Linked DNA regions of Zea mays: region 1 is linked to region 2. A link is a contact called in public Hi-C data. All regions are on one chromosome and are shown on one strand. The core of a region is the stretch at or near the end of the contact, and the rest is flanking DNA. Distances in the headings are between cores, read along the strand shown. Region 1 has its middle 29 kb from the start of LOC100278151. Region 2 has its middle 110 kb from the start of LOC100501819.

Evidence for each region. Hi-C and Micro-C count contacts between places; a contact is called where the count stands out from the background.
Region 1: a contact with region 2 is called in a Hi-C map of leaf, with 6 times the contacts expected there. The contact joins two enhancer-like sites. A contact is called at or near these places in 4 of 25 Hi-C or Micro-C datasets (ear, leaf and tassel).

The regions. Positions count from the first base shown.
Region 1 is chr8:3,216,245-3,219,505 of Zm-B73-REFERENCE-NAM-5.0, forward strand. No RefSeq gene overlaps it. Among protein-coding and RNA genes, the nearest start is that of LOC100278151, 29 kb to the right of the region's middle. Within about 2 kb of position 1,392, at least 6 of the 20 cell types and tissues checked have an H3K27ac peak or open chromatin away from gene starts, as enhancers often do. A contact at or near this core is called in leaf, where this site is marked.
Region 2 is chr8:2,984,473-2,987,490 of Zm-B73-REFERENCE-NAM-5.0, forward strand. No RefSeq gene overlaps it. Among protein-coding and RNA genes, the nearest start is that of LOC100501819, 110 kb to the right of the region's middle. Within about 2 kb of position 1,414, at least 17 of the 20 cell types and tissues checked have an H3K27ac peak or open chromatin away from gene starts, as enhancers often do. A contact at or near this core is called in leaf, where this site is marked.

The DNA of each region.
Region 1 (3,261 bases), core at 142-2,641, 230 kb after region 2:
GAGGGTCGGCCACGCGGGGACGAGGGCGAGACAGGCGCTCGCTTGAAGCCGCTCGCTCCCTCTCCCGCGTGGACGCTTGTAACCCCCTACTGCAAGCGCACCCGACCTGGGCGCGGGACGAACACGAAGGCCGCGGGATTCCCACCTCTCTCACGTTGGTCTCCGGCCGCCTCGCTCTCCCCCCTTCGCGCTCGCCCTTGCGCTCGACCCATCTACGCTGGGGCACGCGACGACATTCACTCGTCGGCTCAGGGACCCCCGGTCTCGGAACGTCGACATCTATAATTTTTTTAACTTGTGTTGTTTTATTTTTTGATATCCCAAAGATATCAAAAACAAGTGATCAACAATGTAGTAGTGGAAACACTGAATAAACTAATAATTTGTGCCCTCTACCTAATATATATGCATGTTTATATTAATGTAGGACGGCCCTAAATGTTCTTGGCTCTAGGTAATGTGCCGCTCCAGCTTAGAAAATACTATAGTGGCGATTAGGCGCGTGGTTAACGCAAACGCTTGTCGTTATTAGTTCGCGCAATGCATTGAGGATCAGATTCTAACGACATGCAAATGGGCCCCTTTTCATTCCGGAGACCAGATTATTATATCGGTCCTCCTTTTAATAATATAGATGATTCTTATTTTCTGGTAGGGTCAAAGTATCTTAGTTTGATCAAATTTATATAATAAAATAACAGTATTTAGTTATAAAATAAGTATTAGTAATATTTTATTAATTATATTTTGTAGTATATATATATATATATATATATATTTGTCATATTTTTGTATTTTTAAAATAATTTTAATTAAACTTGAGATGCTACCAAAAAAGTTATTACGTGCAATTAATGATCTACTGGCTACATAATTAAGCTAGCTAGTTCCAAAGCGAGGAGCATCAACAGATAAGACCAAGCTAGTTTGTTGAGCCTTCATGCATGGATGGTAACGGTTGTCGGTCACAACAAATAGCATCTAGACACCGACCAGATCACCAGAGTATGAGTTGATTACGGGGTCTCACTTTCGTTTCCAGAACAGATAAGTTCTGCATGCATGGCGAACTCAAAGACAAGTCCATTACGATCGAATCGATACACAGTGCCTGTCACTGTCACTGTCACTTTCGTTTCCAGAACAGAAGTCGATCGTTCGACGACGATGTACTCCCTCCGTTTCTTTTTATTTGTCGCTGGATAGTGTAAAATTGCACTATCCAGCGATAAATAAAAAGAAACGGAGAGAGTAGTAAACAAACTGTTGGGTTGGCAGAACTTCGCCACTGATGAACCAAAATATAAAATGATAGCTCACGGATGGGTTTTGTCAGCAACGTAACTGGCTGGAAAAAGTCGAGCACATCGACGCACGCTCTTGGACTATGTGGCGTATGGTGCGTTCCACACTGACAATGATACTCTGATACTGATATAATATATTGGCACTTGCATTGTAGACAGTCATGTTCGCTGCGGCGATTCTACGTTTTCTATAGTATTTTGTCTTTATAAATTATAGCTGCAGCAGTCTGAACAATTAGATTAAAGCCATATAGAACAGGCGAGTCGTCGTCGGCGAGGACAGGACAACAACTTTATGTGTCCAAGCCACCAGTAGTTGAAGAACCAACCACTGGAATTTTGCAAATGAAATTCTAGAAAGAAACTCTGAGATGACACGGCGGTTTGCATGCTAATGAGTCAAGAGCTCCAACACAATGCTTTGTACTGATTTAAATCTCTACCTGTTTTTACTGTGCTTGAAATATTTTGATCAAAAAAGGTATGTACCATTCCTTAGAAAAATTAAATTCGATCAGAGCACAAAGGGATTAATAAGGCTTCATCATCCAGATTTAACATGCATAATGCACTGAACTAGAGATTGCAACCTACTATGAACTTAGTCTATTGTCTTCTCATATATACACATGCTCTACCAAACTGGTCCGAAATTTCTTCAGTTAACGTACAAGTAGTGCCTGGAAACATGGGTCTATATACAGAAAGATTGGAAGCAGGAAAAGAAAATCACATGGCCCAAACGTTGATCTAGAATCTACACTCTTGTAATCACCTGAAATAACCTGGGTCATCAGCACTTGCATAAACTAACCGCCTGCATAGTTGTGCTGTGCTCTGCACTGGGCATTTGAGCAACGTAAAGAAGAATCCAGTAAGTAACTGCTATAGAGAAGGTGTTAGTTAGGTCGCAAGAGATTTCACTAGGCAACTGCTATAGAGATGGAACCGAAGGACACTTTACTGGCTGTAGTATAAATCTTGCCAATAAAATAGCCGATGCAGTTATTAGTGATGGAGGGTAAGAGACTAAGAGTAGATTGTACTCCAGTAGTGATATATAGCTCAGCGTACATTGGCGAGGAACCTGAGATGCAAAGCAGGATCCTGTACAGACAGAAAATGTCAGTGAATGGTTGTCTTTGTAACTTAATAGGAATTCCTTCCAGTAAACAGAAGCTGACTATATAGCAGTACCTCATCACACTCTTGTGCAGCACGAGCAAATATACTATTGTAAGCAAAAACGAAAAGAACAGAACAGAAGAGTTACTTGGATGTTAGATTAGTATAACACCATAAATTTTACTAAAACGAAGTAGAACAGAAAAGCACCTCAAAAAGCACTTTTGCTGTGGGTGCTGTCATTTCAAAATTCAAGTAATTCAGTACAGAAACATCCATATCTAAAACCTGTTAATGTACAGGTTTTCTTAGTGACAGTGACAAAGAAGGGACACTATTGGATATGGTATGCTGTTTTTTTTAAAGTGATATAAGAAGGAAACATATCACAAACCTTATCTCTGAAGTATGTATTGTCTTATGTAGCAGAACAAGGGATTATATTCTCGTTTTGCAATTTTCGAAAACCGTTTTGTTGACCAAATTTTGACTTTTATATTTTTAGATTTCAAACTGAAATACCTCTGAAACCAGAGCGAATTTCGTTTCTCGTCTACTACCGAGAACGAGAAATTTGCCAAGAAACCGAGCGAGAAATACAACACTGAGCAGAACTAGTACAATGACCATTGCAACAGCACACACTCATATTTGATGAGTGACTCTGGCAATCCATTTAACCGATTTTCTTATACAAGATCTATTTTGCACATGACTAGATTCCAAGACCTACTAATCTGTACAGTCTGCTCGCATGCACACGAGAACTACTCCTATGTTGTTGGTGCAAATATCATCCAAGTATCTGAACCTGGCAGATCCTACAAAC
Region 2 (3,018 bases), core at 164-2,663:
TTGAGTGAGAAAAGGGTTGAGAGAAACTCGGTCCTTAGTGGACTCCTCAATTTTTAATTATGCTTGGATTAAATCATGTGTACATGGATGTGGAAGTGTGACTATATTTTACTATGCCTTTGTTGAGTATCTGTACAAATATGGATTAATTATAATGCTCATCATTATCCAAATGTGTACAAAGGGAATCAAAGTTATCTCTGGTGTATTGTTGACGAAATTACTATTAAAGGGGGGATTTTGACAAACACATGGCACAATATTGCATATTTATCTTCTTTTTAGGGGAATATTTTGGTTTAGATCTTTTGTCGTTCTTTTTCACTTTGCTTTTGAATTTTAATCATTTTTTTCTAAAAGGGAATGTCAATATTCAATGTTTGTGTGGTATTGTCAATACTTTCACAAAGGGAAGATTGTTAAATCACGTGTGACAAAACATTGAGTTATATTGGCATTGGTTTGGCAAAGTGATTTACATGATTTTTGAACGTAATGTATGTGTGTAAATATGTGTTTTGATATTGATGTAACATGCTTGGTAAGTGTTGTTCTAGGTTCAGTTTTAATGTGACACTGTAGTTTATAATATAAATTGAAATAGTTTTAAAAAATATTTTTAATCTAAATAATAAACAAAATAACTTATCTAAATGTGTTCTAAAGATTTCCATCTTCAGCTTCATGATTTTTTAAAGCTTCTAATGACCTACTTCACTAACTTCATCAGATTTTTTTGAAGATAAGCAGTATCAAACAAGACCTAAGTTCACGAAGAAACTGATGTATTTGGTCCAAGAAAATGTGCGGAATGTTTTGGACTTCACCCCGGTGCACGTGTCATTTACATGCATTGAAGACGAACATAAATCGGCTGATTGATTAGGTAGACAAGTGGCGCCTGGCTCGGGCGAGCGTGGTCCACGAGAAACTGAATTTTGTGGCGTATCCATACATGCAGCTGGAGAATATGTTTTGGCCTACATTGCATGTGTAGGTGTAGACTCAGCCTCGCTATATGCAGATGTTGCTTTATCAACGCACCCAAGGTCTAGATCGATTCACGCAGGATACCAATGAGCCAGAAAGCGTTGAGTTGGATGCTTGCATGGCAGAGTCAGAAAAGGAAAAGAAAAATAAAAAAAAGGAAAAAAAGAGAGATCAGACGCATCTCTTCTTTGCGGGCACTAGCAACAGCCCACTGCGGTGGCGTGACGGTAAGGCCTGGCGAGCGGCCCACCGCACTCAGCCTGGATGAGCGCGGCCCATCAGGGCAAAGTCCTACTCGGTCTTCTCAGGCGCGCTGTCATGTGTAGGAGCTTCATAAGAAGTGGCGCTCAGGCCGGCAAAGGCTACTGGCGGCTGGGTGGGAGCTCCTCGGGCGCTTGAGCACGGGCGCACGCTCGGCCTATTCGGCCTCTAGGTGGGAGGCGGCCTACTCGGCTGGGCTGGCCTAGTGGCGCGCGGTCTGCGGAAGGGAGCGGCCCAAGGCGCTCAAGCGGCACGGCGCTCAGCCTGTTGGGTGTTAGGACGACAAAGAGATGATTGGCAATTACCCGAATTACCCGACGTGTTCTCTGCCGCGGACTGGGATCGCTCGCCAGCTAGGCCCTCTAGAAAAAAGTTGGAGCAACATTGTATGAGAACATATTACCCATCTTCGAGGACAAGGGGCGGAACGACCTCTCGATCTACTTACTGCAGCCCAGGACGGGCGTCGTCGTTTAGGCGTGACTTCTTGTTTTGATCTCCCCTACGCCTAGGACGTTGTCTGGGCCAAGAGCCATAGTTAGTTGTTGTTTCCATTTGGTTCTTCTTTCTCGTTGTTGATACCGGCAAGATTCAGCCAGATGATGATGTCTGCTGGTTGGTAGTGAGAGGACTCTTAGTACCCGCAAAAAAAAGGGCGCTGGTGAAAAATCATGTGATTTAGTTTCTTGCTCTCCCTTAGCCGCGGGAAAGGAGTCTATCTATCTGCCTAGCTTTGGTAGATTTCCCCCAACGCAATTCAAAAACTTTTACCCGATATAAAGGTAGGTACGAGATAATTTATCTACTTACGAGTATGTTAATGAGCAAGAACCTCTACCTGTTGGGTAGACAGGTACAAGTACGGGTTGGTATTATTCATACCCGTCTACCAATGGATAAAATATAACCGCATCAATAGCACTATAATCATCTAATAGAATCTATCTTAGCTAAAATGGAACCCATCTCTAGCTATCATTTGTCTAGCTACCAAGTTATGTAATCATATAATTTGCTATATGTGAAGTTAAACTTGTTTTTGTATGTTTATTTTAATATTATGAGTGATGAATATATTGGAATTTAAGACTTTCCTAGCTGGTACAGATTACCCGACGGGTAAAATTACCCGCACGAGTACGGATATGGGTAAAGATTTTATACCCGCGAGCATATACGGGTAACCTAATGGGTATAATTTTTTTGATGGGTACAGGTATGGAATGGTACTACCCGACAGGTATGTACCCGTTGCCATCCCTACTGAAGAGTTTGTGGCGGCCTCGAATGAGTCTTCGACTTCCTAGATAGAGATGTAATTGAATCCGATACCGATAGATATTACATGTTCCATATTTATTTCTATATTTTTTGGGTATTCGAATAGGATACAAATATTATCAAGTTGTATCGGATAAGATTTGAATATATATTAACATCTTAATTTTCAACTTTGAGTATATAGATACGAATATAAATAATACTCGGACTTGGATGTAGATCGGATCTCAAACCTTTTATATGGATCGAATTCGAATACAGATGGATAATATTCATACCATTTACATCCTTATTTATAAATAAAAGTATTTCCCTTTTTGATATTAGAGAGGTTTAGCCACTAGATTAGAGAGATTAATCTATGTTTTTTAGAAATATTGAGAGAGAACTATATGGTCTTTTGACAGTCGGATGTGTTTAAGTAAGAGAAAGTAGGCAAATAAAATAATCTGGAACGTTGGTTTTGTTGACAGTGGGATTTGTCTG